Linked DNA regions of Neogale vison: regions 1 and 2 are each linked to region 3. Evidence: chromatin contacts called from public Hi-C data. All regions are on one chromosome and are shown on one strand. Each heading gives the region's core, a stretch centred on a gene start, on an enhancer-like site or on the middle of the called end of the contact. The rest is flanking DNA. Distances are from core to core; before and after follow the strand shown.

Region 1 (3,002 bases), core at 36-2,535, 170 kb after region 3:
AGTGGGGATTTGTATGCTGACTTGATATCATTCCTATAAACTGGTATTTTCTAATGGCCATCAATTTAATAAATTTAGCATTTTTGCTGAAGTCCACAACTAATGTATAAAATTGTTTTGAACATTTGTAATACTGCATTGAAACTATCCCTAATTTTGCCCGCTTGCAGGTCCGTGGTGTTATGTACAACTGTGAGACTCATACTTTAAGAAAAACGAATTTTTTTGAGTCCCGTTTTCTACCTCTGAGAAATCGCAAGTAGAAATTGCACGAATCAAAGATTCCAACCTAAGAGCTTAAGTTAATAGTGATCACGACACTTTAAAAAGGGAAGCGTACAAAGACCCCGTAAACAGCCTTCCCAATTAAAGGCACTTTGACTAACGACAGGGTCCGGTGGAGACCGAGAAGAGTGCAGGTCTCCGAAACTTTGGGAGAGAAGCCCAAGGATTCCTCCCCTCCCCCCTTGTACTGGAAGCACCGCGGGGCGGCGACCGGGGTCCAGCGCCGGGACGGTTGGGGGTCCCCGAGCCAGCAGCCAGGACCCGCGGCCAGTTGGGGTCAGCGAGCGCCGCGGCCGTTGGGGACTCCAGCTCCCAGCAGGCACCGCTTCTGCGGCCGACGCGCGTGGCGGCGCTGCCCGCTGGGAGTCGTAGTGCGGTCCGGGTAGGAGAAAAAGGAGCCAACCCGGCTCCTTTCACGCACATTTCGGAAACTGGGCCTGGAAGGAACCACTCCAGCCCACCCGTGCTCAGGGTCCCTAAGGGACAGGGGCGAGTGGAGCAGGGCAGGCTGTGGCGGGAAGAGGCCCGGACGGCCGTGCACGTGGGGGGTGGTTAGCGCCGAGGAACCCGGAAGCCCCGCGCGCCGCCCACCGCCGCGGTGACGGGTTAACGCTTCTCCAGGGTGGAGGTGGGGGCGGGGTGTGTGGAAGGAGAGGCCGTCCCACCCGACTCCTCTCAGACCCACTAGCGAGCCAGCCCTCCCCTCCCCCCACGAGCTCTACGCAGCGCAGACCCCGCCCCCCGGCCGCGGCGCGTGCGCAGGAGCCCCGCCCCTCCGCTCCAGCCCCACCCCCACACCCGCTGCAGCCGCCGCCGCCACCTCTCCCTTCCTCTCTGCTCTTTCCTCCTCCTGTTTTCTCTTCCCTCCTCCCCCTCGCCTCCTTTTCTCCTCCTCCTCCGGCGCTGACGCTCGCGTAGGGCCCTGGCGTCAGACGCGCGGGGGCGGGGCGAGTGCGGCGGGGGGTATAAGTAGAGGGTGCAGGAGGCGGTGCTTCCCCTTCTCCCCGGCGGTTAGTGCTGAGAGTGCGGAGTGTGTGCTCCGGGCTCGGAACACACATTTATTATTAAAAAAATCCAAAAAAAATCTAAAAAAATCTTTTAAAAAACCCAAAAAAAATTTACAAAAAATCCGCGTCTCCCCCGCCGGAGACTTTTATTTTTTTTTCTTCCTCTTTTATAAAATAACCCGGTGAAGCAGCCGAGACCGACCCGCCCGCCCGCCCGCGGCCCCGCAGCAGCTCCAAGAAGGAACCAAGAGACCGAGGCCTTCCCGCTGCCCGGACCCGACACCGCCACCGCCACCCTTGCTTCCCAGCCGGCAGCCAGCAGCCAGCAGCCAGCGGCAGCCGATCGACCCCGTTCTGCGGCCGTTGAGTAGTTTTCGATTCCGGTTGATTTTTGTCCCTCTGCGCTTGCCCCCGCTCCCCTCCCCCCGGCTCCGGCCCCCGGCCCCAGCACTCGCTCTCCTCCTCTCACGGAAAGGTCGCGGCCTGTGGCCCTGCGGGCAGCCGTGCCGAGATGAACCCCAGCGCCCCCAGCTACCCCATGGCCTCGCTCTACGTGGGGGACCTACACCCCGACGTGACCGAGGCGATGCTCTACGAGAAGTTCAGCCCGGCCGGGCCCATCCTCTCCATCCGGGTCTGCAGGGACATGATCACCCGCCGCTCCTTGGGCTACGCGTATGTGAACTTCCAGCAACCGGCGGACGGTGAGAGCCGGGCCCGGCGGGCTGGCGGGGCGGGCGGCCATGAGGCGCAGGCGGCGGCGGGCTGGCTAGGCCGGCGGGCCCGGGGGAGGGGACGGGCGGGCATGTCACCCCCTGAGGGCCGGCGGGGAGAGGCTTGGGCGCCGGGACCCCCGCTTCCCGTGCCCGCGGGGACCCGCGCTGCCGGCAGCCGCACGCCTGGCCACTTCCTCCTTTGCGACCATTTTCTCGGCCTCAGCCGCTCTCAAACTTTAGGGTGATGACGCGCCGGGAGGGTTGGTGAGATTGGGTTCTTCCACCGCGCTCCCGCTAGTAGCCGCGGGCTTCTGGGGCGTCGGGAGCCGAGACCCCTTCTCTGGTACTAGGTGGAGGCGCTCCCACCACCCCGTGCTCCTGCCGGCGCCCCAGGACGCGGAGGAAGTGCGATTCGGTGCTCAAAAAATACCACGTGTTGAACCCTGTAACCTCACAGGCCCGAGGCCTGTCTCTGCTACTGGCCCAATCGCCTGGGGGAGCCACAGGGCCTTAGGATAAAGTTAATTTGGTGATGTGGTGGTCTTCAGGTTTCTGATTCCATTCTTAATAACTTGTCAGTAACCGATGGCTCTAGAAACGTAGATTACCGATGAGAAGCGCATTCGGGGTTTTCCCCGAGTTCAGGCATTTCTCACTAATACTACAGCAGGTTGGTGGGAGCAGAGGGTGTGGAGGATGACCCTTTGGAAATGCACTGTTTTCTCAGGCATTGTAGGTTATTTGAGGTTTTTTATCCAAATTAGATTCGTAATACTGGTAATACAGAATGTTTCTTTCCTTCTGAAATAGTTCTGTGCTTTCGAGATGACCCCCCCCCCCAAAATTTAAGAATCAAATTTTGGCTGTAAACTTCGAGTGTAGTGTGGACTGGACCATTATACTTCTTGGCCTTCAGTAGTAAAGGTTTCTTTATTTTTTAAAGTGGTCTGAATATCCGTATGTCATGGGTAATTGAACAAAATAACAGTACTAA
Region 2 (2,910 bases), core at 311-2,810, 210 kb before region 3:
ATATCCATTTAATCAGTGCTTACTATGTTTAGCACACCGCTAGGCTCTGGGCATATAGTGATGAAAATGAGCTTGCAACTCAATACTGGAAAGATAGCAATAAAATTTAAACATATAACTTAAAACTGCAGTATAGAGAGGTGTGAAAGGTAAAGGTGAGAGAGACTGAAATGAGGATAAGGAAGGACTTAAAAACCAGATCATTGTATGCCACCCAAATGAGAAAAGCCGCTAACTCCTTTCTGGTTGTTCTAAACAATTCTGTAATATCTATATCCCAGTCCTGCTCATTTGGGATACATATTTTAAACTAGCTTCTCCTGGGCACTGACAGGCAAGTGGGAGAGTGGATGCTATCAGCAAGGTGAGAACGTCAGATGTAAAAGCTTCCCTTTTCCTTGGTATTAATAAAATCAGGTCATGATCCCAGGGTCCTGGGATCGAGCCCCGCATCGGGCTCTCTGCTCTGCAGGGAGCCTGCTCCCCCCTCTCTCTCTGCCTGCCTCTCTGCCTACTTGTGATCTCTGTCAAATAAATAAATAAAATATTGAAAATAAAATAAAATAAAATAAAATTAGAAACCAGTGTTGGGGGCGGGGGAGAGAAGGGCCGCAGTGAAATAGAATAAAGCCCAAGTCTGAAATGCCATTTGCAGATATCAGCAGATTACTGACTCAATTGTTCTTAACCACATACTGGAAGTTAGCGCTCATGGCCTGTAAATCATAGAGAACCCCCCCCCCAATTCAACTTAACCATTTCCAAATATTAGCAACTCTGTATGATGTTAGGATTCAGCTAAAGCGGTCGGGGTACCCTAGCCAGCAACACTAAGACAAGCTGGAATCCTGAACTCACTAAAAACCCCCGACCGGTAAAAATAACCGGAGTTTCCGTGGGAACGACACTGGGGGTTGGCCGGTGAGAGAACAAAGGCTGCGCGGCCCTATTAGGGTCCGCTGGGCCCGCTGGCCGCACTGGGGGCTGGGGTGGCGGCGGTGGTGCCTCCGGGTGGCTGGCTCCCCGGTACCCCACGCCGCGGCGGCGCTGGCGCACCTCTCTGGGCCGGTGCCCGGGTTGCTGCATAGGAGGGCGTCGGCGAGGCGGGAGGCGAGAAAGGACGCGGGGACCGAGGCCGGGCCGCCGCCCCAGTGAGTGAGCTGGCAAGCGGCTTGTGAAACACGCCGCAGGCCGTCACCCAGCAGGACCGGGATCACGCGGCTCCCGGGGCCGGCCGAAGCCGCCTAGATAGAGCACGCGGGAGGGGAGGGGCGCCGGGGACAGAGGGCGACGTCCCCTGCAGTTTCCCTCTCGTAGGGGCCGCCGTCGCCGCCAGGCCCCGCCCCCTGACGCTTATGTAATAGGGGCGCGCTGCCATTGGCCCGCGCGACCGGAAAGGGCGCAGGCGTGCGAGCAGGGGCGGGGCGCGGGAGGCGGCCGCAGCAGGAAGGCGCGTGGGCGGCAAGAGCAGGCGGGCGCTGGGGCGACTGGGAGAGTTGCGCGGCGTGCGCGGGCACGAGCGTAGTGGCCTCCCCCGAGGCTGAGGCGGCGGCGGGCGCGCGCGGCGGCGGCGGCGGCGGGTGCGAGGCGCGGGCTGTTGTGCTCTCCTCTTTCCCCTCCTTGGCGGGTGGAGGAGGCCGAAGCGGTGCTGGGCGCTCTCCCCCTTCCTCTCCCTGCGGCCACCTCCCCCGGCCCTCTCGCGCTGCGCGGTCTCTCCGACGCAAGACTGTCCCGGCCCGGGTGAGCGGCTGTGGGGGCGGCGCTGACGCCGCAGGACGTCCGGGAGCCGGGGTGGGGGCTTGGCGGCAGGGTCGCGGCGGGTCGCGAGGGGCCGCCGGCCTCCCCGCCTCCCAGGCGGCGGCCGGGCCCGTCTTGTCCCGGCGCGGGCCCCGGGCTGGAGGGAGAGCTCGGGCGCCTGCCAGGCCCTGCAGGTGGCCGGGTTGCAGGCCGCCGCCGGCCGTGGCGCGGAGCGGTAACCTTACCCCTTGGCGACAGCAGCTGGTCGGTTTCTCGAGGCCGGGGCTCCCCGCGGCCGAAGAGGCCGGGTTTGGGGCAGCCAGAGCCCCCGGGAGGCGCGTCTCGGGCCGGGGTCGGTGAGGAGTAGCGGGTAGGTGGGGGCTGCGTGGCCGGACCGAGGAAGGGGCTCCCCGACGCGGGAGAGGCGGGCTGGGAAGGAAGGTGGGCCGGGCTGCCGCTGGGGTTGGTCAAGTGTTGGGCGAAATGGATCTTAACTCCCGGTGCTTTCCTCTTCCCTCCCCGAAAGGATGTAGTTAAAAGCTAGGGTCAGGATGTTGATCACTGCCTGGGCCTCCTCGTTTCAGATAGTTATGGAGAATGATCCTACTTCCTGAATCCCAAATCTTTTTTTACTCCGTTGTTTTTGGTTTTGAGAGGATCTTTGGAGGCAGTACTTACTTGTTGCCTCCTGTAAGAGCTCTTCATTTTAGAACTCTATTCTTCTCCTTCCCTCTTTGCAGCCCTCTAAGCCACACTAAGAGTTACATTAAAAAAAAACCTGCGTTTAAGGTGTTTGTAAATGACTTGTTGGCCCTCAGTTGTGTATAATCAAGAAGTGCTTAAGAGTTTGTAGAAAATTCGATTGGCCTGAGAGTAATCCCAGAGTTGAGCTGTCCAAAAGCAGGTGGCTTGTTCGTTTGCATTTCTGCTTTCAGAAAGGAAATCAATGCAGTGAGTTGTTAGAAGTTAGGGGCCTACCCCACGCGTTTAGACTGTTGATTCGATTTCCTTTACCGGGTTTTCGGTTTTAAAAATAAGAATAAGCGACCAGTCTTCACTTATTAAAGTGGTTTTATTTTATGGTTTTATTTGTTACTGTTAGATGGCAATGGAAAATGGGTTAAATCTATTGTGTAATGTTATATTTTAGGAGAAGCCCCAAATGGAAAAGTT
Region 3 (2,868 bases), core at 162-2,661:
GCTGAATTAGTGAGGCTCCTTTGTCAGCTGTTCTTTAGGCAGGCCCCCTAGTAGGTGCTCAATAAAGGTATGTTGGGAGAAATAGACAAACCAAGAAACATACTCTTGACTACAGAGAACAACAAACTGATAGATACCATTGGGGAGGTAGGTGGAGACATGGGGGAAATAGGGAATGGGCATTAAAGAGTACACTTACCGAGATAAGGGGGAAATGATTTTCAAAAAGGATTTGTTGGAAAACTCAGGCCAAAATGGCGTTTGCAAAGAGGTGGTAGGAACAGTTTTGAGTTTTCATTGCTAACTATATAAACTCTAGATGAGTTTTGCAACTGATTTTGCAGGTCACTAATCTTTTCGTAGCTCTAACGTTCAAAGGGAGAAGAGGCAGAGGCATTTTACACTGTGCATGTATCTCTCTGAACTTCCTTAAGTTGACTGGGTGGCGGCTCTACCGTTTTAGGCTGGCCCGTTGGTAGGCACCTGCAATTTCCGCTCCTCTTTCCCCCTCTTCCTGGCTCCACTGCCAGCTGGGTCAACGGGGGCCCTGGGAAATAACACACCCCTCAAACCTTGCTTCAGGAGAAAACAGGTAATGATCTTTATGTTTTAAATCACTGCAACATGAACTCTTCCAGTGGATGCTTTATTTGGATAGAAAAATCTAATCTACGAGGAACGAGTCGGTACGATCCAACCTGTTCTTTGCTCAGGCCTCCACCATCCCCGGAGCCCTCCGTCTAAGAAGGCAGCCGTTTCCCCGCGGGAGCTGAAAGCGGCGGCCTCTCCTTCCAGGCCTCACCTCCCACCAGCTCCGCCCCAGCCGACCCACCTCACCCCCACTTCGCGCCCCCATTGTCCCCTTCGCAGCTGTCACTGCGCACGGATCCGGAGTCCCCGATTGGAAAACTTTCCCGTCACTCAGCCCATATACTCCGGGGCCAGACTCCTCACTCTCTTCCGAGCCTTAAAAGGTCTAAGGCCGCTTTCCTCCAGCCGGCAGGTAAAGCTGCCGCGGAAGGGAGGAAGGGAGGGGCCGCGCGCTCAGGTAGGCCCCGCCTGGCGACGGAGTGAGGCGGGCTGGGGGTAGCGCGCCACACCGCCCCTCCTCGACCGTCTGACCGCGCCCTCCCCCGCCGCCCCCAAAATTCTGATCACAATGCCAGAGCGGCAGAGCCACTCGCGTAATGCAGCCCCAGGACAGCCCAGGAGGCAGTTACCACCGCGAAGCACGGAGGGCGGGGCAGGTCAGGGCGCGGGGAGGGGGGTGGGGGGGGATGTGAAAGGTCCCGGATGTTGCTGAACCGGAGCCCCTTCCAGAGGGAGTGACTGGCGCAGGCGCAGGAGGGCCGCAGGGAAAGCTAAGGTGGGGGTGGGGAGGAATTTCCTTGCTGGTTTAGAGGAAGAGTGAGTCTGTAAAGGTTGCGGGGGATTCGAGAAGGCGAGGTAGGAAGGCACTGGTAAGAAGGAGGAAAAAAAAAAAGGGAAGGCGCTTCCTGCCCAGGCTCACTCTCCCAAGAGCAGAGAAGTTGGGAGCTGAGCGGGGTGCGGAGGAGCGTTGGTAGCGGGAGAAGTGGTACGCTCCTCCGCTCGCCCTCTAGCGCGGGCGGGCAGGACGCGCGCGCTAGGGAGCGGCGGTTGCACTGGGCCCCCAGAGCTGTGGGCACCAATCAACGGTTGCCATAGCAGCGTTTGACGTCATCGTGCGTGTGGTGCCCCTGCTGTCGGGGCTGGTGATTGGAGGAAACCCCGTGTCTGCGGAGCCGCTGTAGCCTGTGAGCAGCGAGATCTACGGACAGAGTCTCAGCCTCGCCGCTGCCGCCCGGAGACTGCTGAGCCCCCGTCCGTCCGCCGCCACCCACTCGGGACACAGGTAAGGGACCCGGCCGCCGCCACCTAGTCCCATTCCTTCCTTCCCCAGACCAACCTTCCAAAAGCCTGAGGGCCGTCCCCGCTCCACAGCTCCTCAGCCCCGCTCGCCCGGCGGTAGCGGCGCTGGGCTGAGGCGGAGTCTCCTCAGGCGGAGACGGGCGGCGGCTTTTCCGCTGGGTTCGGGCGGGCGGCTCGCGGCTGCCTAGGGCTACTTGCTTCCGGACCGATGTCTTGGCCCCGATAAGCGCCGGTTCCCAGCCCCCGTCCCCCGGCTGGAAAGGGCGCCCACACGCGAGATCCCCGGGGACCCGCCCGGTCGCCGGCTCCCGGGGGTGACTGAGGCTCCTCTGGGCGCGTTCGGTTCCCACCCGCGCCCCCTCCCCGTCGTCGCCCCGCTCCCGCCCGAGATAATGACTTGGCGACTGCGGGCATTGCAGTGGCGCAGGTGAGGCCGCCCCCTCCCCTCGCGGCCCTCCCGGCCCTCCCCTCCCCCTGCTTCTCCCGCTCGCTGCTCCGCGCAGCCTCCGCGCCCCGCGCTGCGGCGACTGCACCCAGCCCTCCCCCACCCGGGCGGCGGCGCGTTAGCAGGGCCGGGCCTGGGGACCGGGCCGCGAGCCGAGGCCGGCCCGGAGGCGCCCGCCAGGTACTCTAGGGCGAGGCCTCGTTTCTGGCACGAGGGGGAGCCGGCTCTGGGGTGGGGCTGGCCTGGGACCTGGGGCCGAATTTCCTGGGTTCCTTGGCGGGGTGGGGGATGGGGCTCAGGGTTTTTTTTCTTTCTTTCTTTTTTGTTTTTTTTTTTTTTTTCCCCTCACCTCATGGTAAGTGGGGGGCTCCGAGTCCTGGTGGGGATAGAGAAGAGAATGGGGGAGGCTGTGGACCGGCGTCTGGCTCGCCTGCCCGGAGGGTCGCCGTGCTGGCTTTTTAGACGGTGTCCCCCTCACGGGGCGGGTGAGGCTGAGCGTAACAGCCGGCGGTGGCCCAGCTCGCCTGGGTGTG

The links. A called contact is a pair of places that touch in the nucleus more often than the background predicts.
Region 1: a Hi-C map of fibroblasts shows a contact between it and region 3, with 8 times the contacts expected there. The contact joins the promoter of PABPC1 here to the promoter of YWHAZ in region 3. A contact is called at or near these places in 2 of 3 Hi-C or Micro-C datasets (fibroblasts and muscle).
Region 2: a Hi-C map of fibroblasts shows a contact between it and region 3, with 4 times the contacts expected there. The contact joins the promoter of ZNF706 here to the promoter of YWHAZ in region 3. A contact is called at or near these places in 2 of 3 Hi-C or Micro-C datasets (fibroblasts and muscle).

Annotation. Positions count from the first base shown.
Region 1 is chr4:36,535,145-36,538,146 of ASM_NN_V1, forward strand. PABPC1 (polyadenylate-binding protein 1) reads left to right here and starts at 1,286. Exons shown (of 16, transcript XM_044245203.1): 1 at 1,286-1,654; 2 at 1,768-1,996. The coding sequence starts at 1,804.
Region 2 is chr4:36,163,338-36,166,247 of ASM_NN_V1, forward strand. ZNF706 (zinc finger protein 706) reads left to right here and starts at 1,561. Exons shown (of 4, transcript XM_044245198.1): 1 at 1,561-1,740.
Region 3 is chr4:36,368,540-36,371,407 of ASM_NN_V1, forward strand. It overlaps YWHAZ (14-3-3 protein zeta/delta), which reads left to right and starts at 1,412. Exons shown (of 6, transcript XM_044245201.1): 1 at 1,412-1,873.